2 separate regions of the Rattus norvegicus genome follow, and region 2 is linked to region 1. The links are chromatin contacts, called in public Hi-C maps. All regions are on one chromosome and are shown on one strand. The core of a region is the stretch at or near the end of the contact, and the rest is flanking DNA. Distances in the headings are between cores, read along the strand shown.

Region 1 (6,673 bases), core at 3,214-5,713:
CTTAGCAGTGACCCAGGAGGAAGACAGAAGCAAGAGTCTGAAGAAGAGCATCCCACCTTATGTGCCCTGGTGTAAGAAGCTACACCAGGATGAATTTAAACCCTGTCTCCTGAAACTCACATGCCAAGACCCACAACAGGATGTGGGGTGAGAGGTCCTCAGAGAACACCCTTCTCTTTCTTCTCTCTGTGAGGATGTAGTGAGAGCATTGATCCCATTCTGCAAGTACCTCGATCTACTTCCAGCTTCAAGAACGGTGAAAAACAGCCTTCCGTGTTTATAACCTGCCAGACTGGGGTACTTAGGAACCTGAACAAACAAAACCCTGGAATCCTATGTTATGTAAACGTCTAACAATGTGTTTGACTGATATTGAACACATTTGAACTCATCCCAACTCTGTGTCCATCTATGTGTGCAATACGGAAGAACTTACAAGCAGATACTCTCAACTGATGAGAAACAGGGGTCTAAGCTAAAACGGGACCTAGAGCATAAGAGAGAGATGGCAGGGCTAGAGAGTGTTCAGCAGGAAAAAGGCTGTCTAGTAGGCAGGAAGGGTGGGCCCTGGGTTCAATCCAAAGAGCCAGGGAAAGGAAAAGAAGAAAGAAGGAAGGAAAAGAGGGAGGGAAGGAGGGAGGGAGAGAGGGAGAGAGGGGAGAGGGAGGGAGGGAGGGAGGGAAGGGAAGATCTAAAGAAAACAATTAAAGCACTGGAGTGGGATCCAAGAATGATCCAGAAGAATTAAAATAAGCACATATTCACCATTACGAGGCATTAAACACAGGGTCTCAGACATGCTAGGCAAGCATTCTGCCACTAAGCTACGTCCCTAGCATGAAACATTACCTATTAACCAGCTGCTTCTTTCTTTGCTGTGACAAAAGCAAGTTTGGGAAGGAAGGGCTTATTCTAGCTCACCCTTGGCAGAGACATGGCAGGGAGAGCATGAGGCGTCTCCCCACTGTGGCCACAGTGAGGAAGCCCAGCTCACTCTCCCTTTTTGCTTAGCCCAGTCACTAGACAGGCTCAGAGCTGTTTCCCAGTGACCCAAATCTGGTTGGTGGCACGAAAGGTGAGCCATCACTGTGATTACCTTAACGAGACAGGTGTGGCTAGCTCCCTTCAGGTTGCAAAACCTTGTTTGTGGCAAATTCAAGCAGAGGTCAGAACAGAGGCTTGCCAGCCTTGTGTTTTTTAAATTTTTAAAATTTTATTTTGAATATAGTGACATCATTCCCCCACTTCCCTTTAACTCTGCCCACACCCGCTCCCCATAACGTCTATTCAAATTCCTGGCTTCTGTCTTTGATTACTCTTACTTTACACACACACACACACACACACACACACACACACACACACACACATATATATGATTTCAGGCTGACTACTTGGGATAGCCATTTGGGAATCATCCCCTGGAAAAGACTAATTTTGATGGGATAACACTTCACCGTTGAAGGAGGGATACTGGACTACACAACCCAGTGGTTGGTATGATGACGCAAGTCACATGGTACCACTGTTCGTGGCACCTCATGTTTCTAGAGAACTTGCAACTGATCACCCCTCGACCCCCCACTACGGTAGTCCTGTGCTGCACCAGTGGTTTGACAGCACAAAACACAACAGTAGTGCAAATGCCCTTCAGGTGGCAGGACCCCATCCATCCACATAGCTGGGACGCTCCCATGCCCAGGCATGCTGGGAAGCTGCTTTGCCCACCACCAAAGTCCACTCTCTGTCCTTGAGCTTCTGGAGGGTGTCCAACCTTTTGACACTGAATCATGGAATCGTCATTTACAAATGTGCTGGGATGCAGTCATGGCTATTCTGGTCTGCATGTTGCCCACAAGCAAGTTAGGCCTGTACTATCTGGAAAGCAATGGGGTTTGGCCTCTTTTTCTTTTTTTAAAAGTTATTTACTTATTATTTATTTTTACTAATTATTTTACTTGTTTATATTTCAAATGTTATCCCCCTTCTCAGTCTCCTCTCCATGAATTCCTCCACCTCACCTCCTTCCCCTTTGCCTCTAAGAGAGTATTCCCTCACCCACCCACTCCTACCTAACCCCTCTAGCATCCCCCTTCTCTGGGGCAACAAGCTTCCACAGGACCAAGTGCCTCTCCTCCCACTGATGCCGGATGAGGCATTCCTCTTCTACGCATGTAGCAGGAGTCATGGACCAGCCCATGTATGCTCTTTGGTTAGTAGCTTAGCTCCTGGGGGCTCTGAGGGGTCTGGTTAATTGATACTGCTGTTCTCTCCTACGGGGTTGTTTTACTATTTCTGTCTTTATGACACCAGATCTTTTAGGGAAAACAATGGTTGGGCTCAGAAGGCATTTCCAAGACAGAATGGAAAGATTTGGGCAGCTTACTGCCAGAGCTTATTTTAGGAGAGAAAATAACCTGACACCGAGATCTCCGTGGGACTTCATGGCGGCCTGAATGTGTGGTGTCACCACAAGCCAAGACTGGGGATGCAAACAGTAGAGATGCCCTGTGGTGGGGAAGTCCACGGAGAATTTGTTTAATCAGGCTGGAAGGCCTTTAGGATTTATAAAGAAACACCAGGCCAGGACAGGAGCACATGCTCTGGACCATGAGCTAAAGTCAGGAAGAATATGGAACCAATGTTGTTAGCATTTCTTCTAGGCTCCACCCAACCATTACCTAGCAGCAGTCAAGTATGAGCCTGGCTATAAAAGGACTGTTTGGCCTCCCTTCCTCCCTCTCTGTCCTCTTCCTCCTTTACCCCTGTCTCTCCCCCTCTCTGTCTCTCCACGTGTTCCCAGCCCGCATCTTCCCTTCTTTCTCTCTGTTCTTCTCTGTCCCCTTTCTTTCTCTGCCTACACTCCCTTCTCTCCCCCTTCTCATGCTTCACATAAGCATCATTTCACACTAGACCTGTCCTGTGGCTGGTAGTTTGGGGTGGGGCATGCCTCAGCGTGGGCCTGCTAAGGCACCCCCTCCCCGCATCATGCTGCCTCAGTACAAAACATGCCAACAGCAACAGGGAAAGTCATGGAGATGGTAGAGCGTGGTGAAGTCAGCCCTAGACTGGGCAGGACCCTGCTGCTCCCTGCAAGCTGTTTGCTGGGCATCAGGAAAGAGAAGGAAAGGCATCTTGTGTACAAGAGCCAAGTGTATCAGCAGAGTGCCTGGGTAGCAGAGTAGACGCAGACAGTGCACGTGTGAGTGTGTGTGTGTGTGTGTGTGTGTGTGTGTGTGTGTGTGTGTGTGCATGAGCATGTGCATATGTGACAGGCTTTGGACCCTGTTTGGACACAGGGCACCCTATCTTTACTGATGCTGAGAGTCTCTGAATAAAATGCTTCTAACCCTCCATGTGAGAAATATGGCAATGGTGGAATTAGATGTCTGCTTTTTCCTCCCACGGTACAGAGGCTGGTAGAGACTGTGTCCTTTTTCCTAAAGCTCAAAACACATGTGAACTTGCAACTGGGGTGGGAGGGTTGGGGTAGGGAAGAACTCTTATAGTTGTCTCAACCTCCAAGATGTCCATTCTATTTATTTATTTATTTATTTATTTATTTATTTATTTATTTATTTATTAATTATATGTAAGTACACTGTAGCTATCTTCAGACATACCAGAAGAGGACATCAGATCTCATTACAGATGGTTGTGAGTCACCATGTGGTTGCTGGGAATTGAACTCAGGACCTCTGGAAGGGCAGTCAGTGCTCTTAACCACAGAGCCATCTCTCCAGCTCCCAAGATGTCCATTCTATAATGACTGGGTCCTTCCTGGGACGGCAGAGGGGTTCCGCAAATGTCCCGGTGCTGTCCCGGTGGTCCAAAGCCATCCCTTGATTCCCTAAGGCTGGAGACTCTTTCCCACCTGTCAAGCACAGCTTCACACTGAGAAGGACATGAGACCTAAGGGTGGAGGAAGAGCCCGGAACCAGAGGAGCCACAGCCTCCCGGAACTGGGAGTGTCTGGGGTTAGGGTCACCCCTCAGGTCTCCACTGGGACCCCCCTCTGATGATTCTTTGGCTTTAGTTGGTGAGCACCATTGAACTTCTAGAACTTTAAATGCTCTAAATGGCTGACCAACTTGGAGAAGGGGGTGTTACTGGAGAGTAGGAAACACAGAGTAAGCCCCTTTGTGTCGTTGCTAACCCAGGGCTGTGCACTCCGTAGGCAAGCACTGTAGGGTGAGCCAAATTCCCGGCCTCAGGTTTGCACTGTTTCCCATGAAGGGCTTTATCATCTGTTTAACCTTAGAAAGGCCTTTCAACCCACACTGCCCTGCGTATATTCAATAAAAAAAATTACATCCCAGAGTCAGGAAAAATAGAAGCATCGATGAAAAGGTGGTGTTCCTATTTTTCTCCAACAAACCGGGCACTTTGCACCCTGGGAGAGGAAAAACAAAACCTGCCCTAATTTCTGGCCACCTGTGTCACACTGGGTCATGTGATATTGAGAGCATTCCGGTTCCTGAGCTAAAAATAAGCTGATGACACCATGTCCTATTAATGAGGACAGCGTCTTATTGGAGCGTTGGGCTTTGATCCATGGTGCACAGCTTAAAACCTCCGTACCTCATTTTCCTGGACGACTCTGCCCATCTCTTATCCCCTTCTTCAGCTGCACAGTTACTAAGCTTCACTTGCTAGTGTTCGTGTGGATGCTGTCTCCCCAAAGAAATCCCCCCACTACCATCTTAAATGTAGAAATCCACACGCCTTCCTTCTTGACAAGAGCCGCAGCTCCCATCACTGCTGGCAAGAGTGGCAAACTGCTTTCCTCAGGATCAGGCGGGTGTTCTCCCTCAGTCGGTCCCAACATGCGAACCACTTTTGTTCCTGTTTCAAGGTTAAATCTGCTGTTTGGAACCTGGCACAGATATCTTGTGGGTAAACAAGGTCATAAGGTCACAAAGGATGATTTGGTCCCCAGACTGAGTTGTAAGGTGCAGCTGAACCAGCCAAAAGCATGTGCAAAACCCAGGTCAATAGATGAAGTATGCGGGGGTGGGACTGTCCACAGGTAGAGATGGTCTCTGGCCTCTTGGTGCCCAGCTGCCCGGGACACATGCCTGAAGACCTAATGTCACCTCTCTCCCTGTCTTCCGGCATTCCATCCACACTGCCATGACCTTCAGAAGATCCAGGCTTTGGCTTACGGTGGCCCTCTGCTGAGACAGGCAATGGACTATCCACGTGGGAATCAAAACCATTGTCCTTGGCGCCCCAGAAGCAGCCTCTTCAGACTGACCCGTCTTGGTCGCTTTTCTAAACTCCAAGTGGTCTTATGGGACACCCTGTGTGGCAACCCCAAACTCGACACGACTGGACTGGGCAAATTTTTGCAGTGTTATCTGTAGGCCCGAGACTAGATGGACATTTAGACAACACAGAAGAGGGACCCTTCTTGAGTTTGGGGTGTCAGGAAGGCTTCCTAGAAGGAGGCTTCTGTCCTGGGCTCAGACTAGGTTTCAGGATACCAAGTCAGGAACACTGGGTTGAAGGAGTAGTGGGCCCTGAGGCCAGAGTGAGCATGTTTGACCAAAGAAGAAGAGTGGATATTGAAGTCTCCTGCTGTGAGATTCTCCCTGAGAAGTAATAAAAGATACATCCCCAGCATGAGCTCTTGGGAACTGAGAAGTTCTCATCCCCATGAGTCAGGAATGTAGTAGTCAGCCAGGAGCCTGTCAACGAGGGTCTGGGTGATTGTCACAGTTGTGAGTTTCCCTACTAGGACCATCAAAACTAAAGCCATGTCCTTTGGAGTCTTGGGGTTCCTTTGGGATCTTTATAGCAGACTCCATACATGAAGCACTCTGGTAGGCAGCTCCTAGCTTTCCTGAATACAACTAACTTGGAGATTGTCACGAATGCCTGGCTTTGGATTTGGGGACCTCAGCTTCTTTGTTGAGGTAGCTTCAGGTGAGTTGGGGGGGGGGGCAGTGAGAACTTCATTTGCTCATATCCTTGACAGAAAGGACAAGGGAGAAACGTGACTCAGTTTGATCTAAGGAACCATGTTCTCTAAAGTGCCAACTCCCTGACACTTGACTACTATAGGACCAGGTTCTCCATAGTCTCAGTGATTGGGAACAGATGTGAAGTCACATGGCAACACCGGGAATTGGATGGATGGAGGGGATCCGTTGATTAGGCTCCTGGGGATTCACATTTCTCTTTGAATCTTTATTCCTACACTCCTCACTAAAAGAAACATCAAAAACAATTTGAAAGGCAAGAAAATGAGAAAACCGGCCTGGGCAGAGTTCATGAAGTTTAAGTCTTTGATTTAGTTTAGAGGTTAGTGGAAAGAGAAAGAAGGAGATAAACAAAAGGAAAAATAGTAACTTATCATTCATTTCTCCAACCCCAGAAAGTTACAAAATATCGACTGAAACCAGTGTGGGGAAAACCCAATGGAGTGTGGGTGGGGAATACTGAATGGAGTTTTGCCCCTGGCTTGATCTTCTCTGGTAATGGGTTGCAAGTGAGCAGAGTGGTAGACACTTAAAGTCCCAGCATCTGGGAGGGGAGGCAGGAGGAATAGAGTAAGGCCAGTCTCGGCTAAAGGAGAGCTTATCTCAAAGACAAACTACAAACAAACAAACACCCTAACCCTGAGCCATGGATACAATATAGCAAGCTTGGCCCGGGTGGTCCACGGAGG
Region 2 (5,733 bases), core at 2,001-4,500, 55 kb after region 1:
TAGCTACTTTTCTATTGCTATAAACAGACTCCATGACCAGAGCTTACAGAAGAAAGGGTTTATAGGGGAATTACCATTACACAGGGCAGGCAGGTGCAGCTCTGGCTGGAGCAGTAACTGAGAGCTCAGCTCTGGTCCATAAACATCACACACACACACACACACACACACACACACACACACACAGAGAGAGAGAGAGAGAGAGACAGAGACAGAGACAGAGACAGAGACAGAGAGACAGAGACAGAGAGAGACACACAGAGACAGAGAGAGAGAGAGAGAGAGAGAGAGAGAACACTAACTGGGCCTGATATGAGCTTTTGAAACTTCAAAGCTTACCCCTAGTAACAAAACTTCTTCAACAAGGCTACCCTTCCTAATCCTTCCCACACAGTTCTACCAACTGGGGGGAAAGTATTCAAATATATAAGCCTATAGGGACCAGCCTCATTTGAACTACCACAGAGAGAATCAATTTTCTCTAACAATGTAACCTTGGTTAGGTTGACCATACACCAGGGCAGGCTCTACTCCCAGGGTTGTCAGGGAAGACAAAGCAAACTCAGTGGGGAAAGGAAAAAAGCTTAAAGTTGGGAGGGAAGGGATGGGAGCCATTAGACTTTGTTCTTATTCATTCCCCCTGCCCTGCTCCCACTGCCACAGTCCCTCTGTCACTGCCCTCCTCTTCCTAAACACCCCCAGGCTTTTCCATTACTGACCTTCCCTCCACTTAAGACCCTTTCCCCTCATGACCCCTGTTCCCTTTTGCAGGTGTGTACACATATGAATTTAAACCCACATTCTGTAAGTTAACTAACACTCCTGTGTGTCTGGTGGATACCAGATGGAAACTAGCAACGCGGTCATTTCAGTTGCTATTGATGGCAAACTTATTTAATTGCCCCTTTATTTTTAGGTTTAGGGAGAACAGAAAGTGGGTCTGATAACTGGTTCTCAGACAACCCAGGACACACACAGGGTTAGTCAGTCATCCCAGAAAACTAGGAGGAATTCACTTCTTAGAGAGATTTGGAGTTTCAGTATCAGAGGATGGACTTGCTGAAATCCTGTCTCCACTTACAAAGTGCTCTTTTAGAATTGCACAATGCATTGAAGGAATTAGTTAACTCTGGCAGTGTTTGTGCACACAGGAGGAGGAAGAATACAAGCAGGAGGGGGATAGCCAACTCTTCTTGAGGGGTACAAAGCTTGACAAACAATAGGAAGAAGGAAACAGAGATCAGGTAGATGTGAAGCCCCTGCCCTCAGGTGTCGCTGGTCACTGCTACAGTGTGGCAGCAATTCCTTGGGATGTCTTATGTCTTGGTGTGCATTTGGTTTTGTGACCTCCACCAGGGAACATTCCTAGATGCTCAGTCCGTAACACTTCTCTTCCTCTGGGATTGCACCCCACTGTTCTCCAGAACGAGCCTTTAGGAGCACACTGTAGTAGGCACACACAGCTCTTCACCCATCCATTTGCCTCCTTGTCAAACTTTTCCCCATTCACCTGCAACCCTCTCTCTCACTTTAGCCAGGTGACTGCCTATAGCCAGTGAGTAGCAGCATCTCAAAGGACAGAGAGACCAGCAGGTGTCTGTGTCTGTTGGCCTTTCTTTGTTCTGATGCTGTCTGGCCATGCGAACTTATCTGAGCAAAGGAAAGGCAAAGGGAGCAGAGTTGAACCTCAGTCCTCTTCTCTGAGGTCACCAGAGGCAAGCCATCACCTTGAAAACCCTCATTTGCAAGGAAGTCCAGCTAGGCCTGAAGAGCCAGCTAGACGGTCTGCACTGCTTCGCAAGAACTCAGATCAGCAGAGACCCAGAGGTGGAGATCCAGTGAACGCTTTGTTTAACTGACCGTTCCTGTTTGTTCCTCAGCATTGCTGAGGCAACAGATAGCTGATACACTTACACCAGGCGGGTGCTTAGCACACCGGGAACTCATCAAAAGCACAGTAAATGATCAAGGCTGTGGGAAAATATATATAACTTTCTGTGAGATCAGGGAGCCTATTGCTTGCCTGGCTTTCTGTAGCACCCACGAGAGCCCATCAAAGCACATTATGCAGTATGAAATCACACTTGGTAAATTCAGTGATTTCAGTCCCTTTGGAGCACCTGGCTGGCAAATGTGGGCTTCAATTAAGCAACGTGAACCAAACAACCGAAGGCTAGAAGCTGAAAGGGAACCCGTGTCTCAATTTCGCTCCGTGAATTCCAAGTGTTTGGTGATAAATCTCCAAATGATCTAAGGCTTATTTTCCCATGATGCCAGAAGGAAAAAACGTATAGAAAAAGGGTCATATTTTAGAAGAACAATAGTGTGCCTGTTACAAACACGTATATATTTCTGTTCGTCATTATGGAGGTATTTGTATGCTTGCCAACTGTGCTATATGCCTCAGATTTAAAAGGCTAGAGAAAGATGGTTTTAATAAAGTCTCCTAATGTAATAGAGGACGCATAATAACATCCTGCTTCAAATCTCTGGGAAAAGAAAAGTTCTTTTTGAAATGTTTTTTTTCCACCCCTTCAAGAATTATTTTCAACTAACAAGAAGAGGAGGGAACCATGAGGCCCTGAGCTGCCCCGTAGACACATGGCTGCCCTTTTTATGTGGTTGGTTGGTGATATTATTAGGAGTTCAGTTACCCTGTAATCAAATGAAACAGCCAGAGAGCTAACGGTAGGGTAACAAATGAGGTCCTCCAGGAAAGCCAGATTTCATTTCTGTCATGGGTCAAATTGGTAGATGACCTCATGTGAAACTGACACACGGAGGTCTGTGTCTTGTGACCCAGTGCTGGTGCGGGAGGACAGCGACTGTCCTCACAAGAGCACAGGCAGCCCTTCAAGTCAAGGCCCTTACATAACAGCGAAGCAATGATACAGGATCTCTGCAGTCACCCAGGAACCTCTGGCAACCAGTCAGCCGTGACCTCAGCCACACGCACGTCAGAGCTGTAGGTCACGGGGACATTTGTACCTGTTCCGTGCCTCGTGATTTACTCTCAGGAGTAAAAGCACTGGGTTTTATTGTTTCTCTGCTCCGTGGATTCTGCTGGAGGCATATCAGCTGGGGTGGCAGCAGAACAGGACCAGCTCGTGAGCTTGGGAAAACCCTGCTTCAAGTCATTAGCTTGTTCCTAGAAAGGAAGGGATTTGAATGGCACCCTTTAGTGTCGGCAGTGTGCTGGAAGGAGATCATGACCTCAGTACTGTTTGTGAGGATGGACAGCACACCCAGGGGAGGTGCTGTCCTTAGCAAACAGGCAGAGGTGGCTATTCCTGATCCTAATCGGGTGCTTGTAGTCTGTGGAATTGTGTCAAACTAGGACAGGTCCCAGAGGGACATCTCTATGATAGTCTCATCCTCCAGCCCAGGGCCCCTTGCTTTTAAAAAAGGGGTCATCCCCCAGAACTCTGTTCTGACTCTCAGAGCCCTCTCCCGACTCTCAGCCTCACCCCATTTTCTTTGCTTTGCCACCTCCTATGCTCAAAGGGGTGGTAACAAAACCCTGTGGTCTCTGAGTACACACTTAACTCCTTCAGCACCTGTTCTTAGTGGTATTTTTATTCTTCCCATGCTACAGAGGAGGAAAGTGAGGTGGAAGGCTATCCCTGGCCCAGCCTGCTTAGCAGAGTCGCCCCAGTCTGCCTAGGTTCAAAGCTCATGTGATTCTGAGCTGTTTCAGTGTGTGTGTGCGCGCTGCGGTCTTGTCAATCACCATCCCTGAGTGGTGGAGTAGACACTGCTGTGATGTGGTGACCATTCATAATCAACACCATAGCATCAGTGAGTAGAGCAGAGGACCCTCTGTCACACAGAGAAGTTCATCTGATGACCAGAAGGTTTGGCATTAGCAGTGAGGATTCTTGAGTGGGAAGAACACTGGCTTCAGACTGACTCATAGACACCCTCTTCCATCTCTTTGCCTCCATAATCTCTCCTATCTGTCTACCTGTCTGTCTATCTTTCTATCATCATCTATCTATCTTCTACCAATCATCTATCCATTACCTACCTATTATCTATTATCTGCCTATCAGTCACATCTATCATCAATCTACCTATTATCTATATATCAATCATGTCTATCTGTCATAAATCAATCAATCTATTTATTATCTATCATTTATCTATCAATTCCATCTCTCATCTCTCATTTATCATCTTTCTATCATCATTATCTATTATCTATAATCTGTCCCTTATTTGTTATCGATTATCCATCACCTGCCCATCCATCCATCTGTCCATCCATCCAACTGTCCATCCATCCATCCTTCTACCCATCCCTCCATCTATACATTTACCATCCATCCATCCATCCACCCACTCATTCATCCATCCGTCCCCCCACCCTTCCTCCCATCCATCCAACTGTCCATCCATCCATCCATGCATGGCACTCACCCACCCACTCATCCATCCACCCATCCCCCCGTCCACCCACCTGTCCATCCATCCATCCATCCATCCATCCATCCATCCACCCACCCACCCACTCATCCATCCACCCATCCCCCCGTCCACCCACCTGTCCATCCATCCATCCATCCATCCATCCATCCATCCATCCATCCATCCACCCACCCACCCACTCATCCATCCATCCATTCACCCACCCACCCATCCCCCCGTCCACCCACCTGTCCATTCATCCATCCATCCACCCACCCACTCATCCATCCATCCATTCACCCACCCACCCATCCCTCCGTCCACCCACCTGTCCATCCATCCATCCACCCACCCATCTACCCATTCAATCATCCATCCATCCATCCACCCACCCACCCACCCACTCATCCATCCATCCTCCCATCCATCCACCCATCTATCCATCCATCCATGCATGGCACTCACCCACCCATATGCCCATACTGTAACCTACTGCTCCTGTTTTTCACGGAAATACTGTCTAACTCGGATGTTCTTAACCCACATTTCTCAGATTTCTCCTGGGCTTCTCAATGCTACGACAGGAAACTGTCCATACAAATGGTACAAGACAAACGAGCCTCAGAATATAACTGGTCTTGTTGGCACTGCTAACTCTGTAAGAATTCAACAGTAGTACTAGGCTAGGCTCAGCTGTAACCCTTCACTACAGAGTGGTGCTCTTGGTTCCACACATGCCTGGACTATCATTGGGCTTAACTGGTATTCACCTAGCCACTTGAATTCCACAAGACTTGGTCTTTAAGACTGAATGCTCTCCCAATTGACACCTTTATTTTCAGCCATTATAATGAACACATTGATGAGGACTGGCATGCATATGGACAGTAAGCGAGTGTGTAGACAGCGTACGGATACAGACCTGCATAATTACATTCAAAGTTCTAGATAACAGAGATAGACGGACAGAAAGATGGTAGGCAGATAATGTGGGTAACACAGATGCATGTAAATGCTACCCACATGACTTCCCTGGGTTCTTCTGGGGAATCTGTGTCTACCTTTTACCTGTGGGCTTTAGGTGTCCCTAAGCTATTTTCGACTAGGGTGACTTCACAATTTCTTGTCTGAATTAGAAAGGTCCACTTGGGGATTAGAGGTGACTTCCTCAGGCTTTGTGTCTTCATTGGTGGAACTGTGTCTTCTCTGTCTCTTTTGTTCAAGGTCATATTCAAGGCTGATCTACTACAGAAAGATATAAGTGGCCTTCCCAACACATTGATCACCTCTAATGCTATATACTGTTAGTGCACTAAAACATTTCCA

What was found. Hi-C and Micro-C count contacts between places; a contact is called where the count stands out from the background.
Region 2: a contact with region 1 is called in a Hi-C map of liver, with 2.5 times the contacts expected there. The contact joins two enhancer-like sites. A contact is called at or near these places in 4 of 12 Hi-C or Micro-C datasets (hepatocytes, liver and psoas muscle).

Annotation. Positions count from the first base shown.
Region 1 is chr16:85,042,883-85,049,555 of GRCr8, forward strand. No RefSeq gene overlaps it. Among named protein-coding and RNA genes, the nearest start is that of Irs2, 140 kb to the right of the region's middle. Within about 2 kb of position 4,464, at least 10 of the 93 cell types and tissues checked have an H3K27ac peak or open chromatin away from gene starts, as enhancers often do. A contact at or near this core is called in hepatocytes and liver, where this site is marked.
Region 2 is chr16:85,099,136-85,104,868 of GRCr8, forward strand. No RefSeq gene overlaps it. Among named protein-coding and RNA genes, the nearest start is that of Irs2, 88 kb to the right of the region's middle. Within about 2 kb of position 3,251, at least 8 of the 93 cell types and tissues checked have an H3K27ac peak or open chromatin away from gene starts, as enhancers often do. A contact at or near this core is called in hepatocytes and liver, where this site is marked.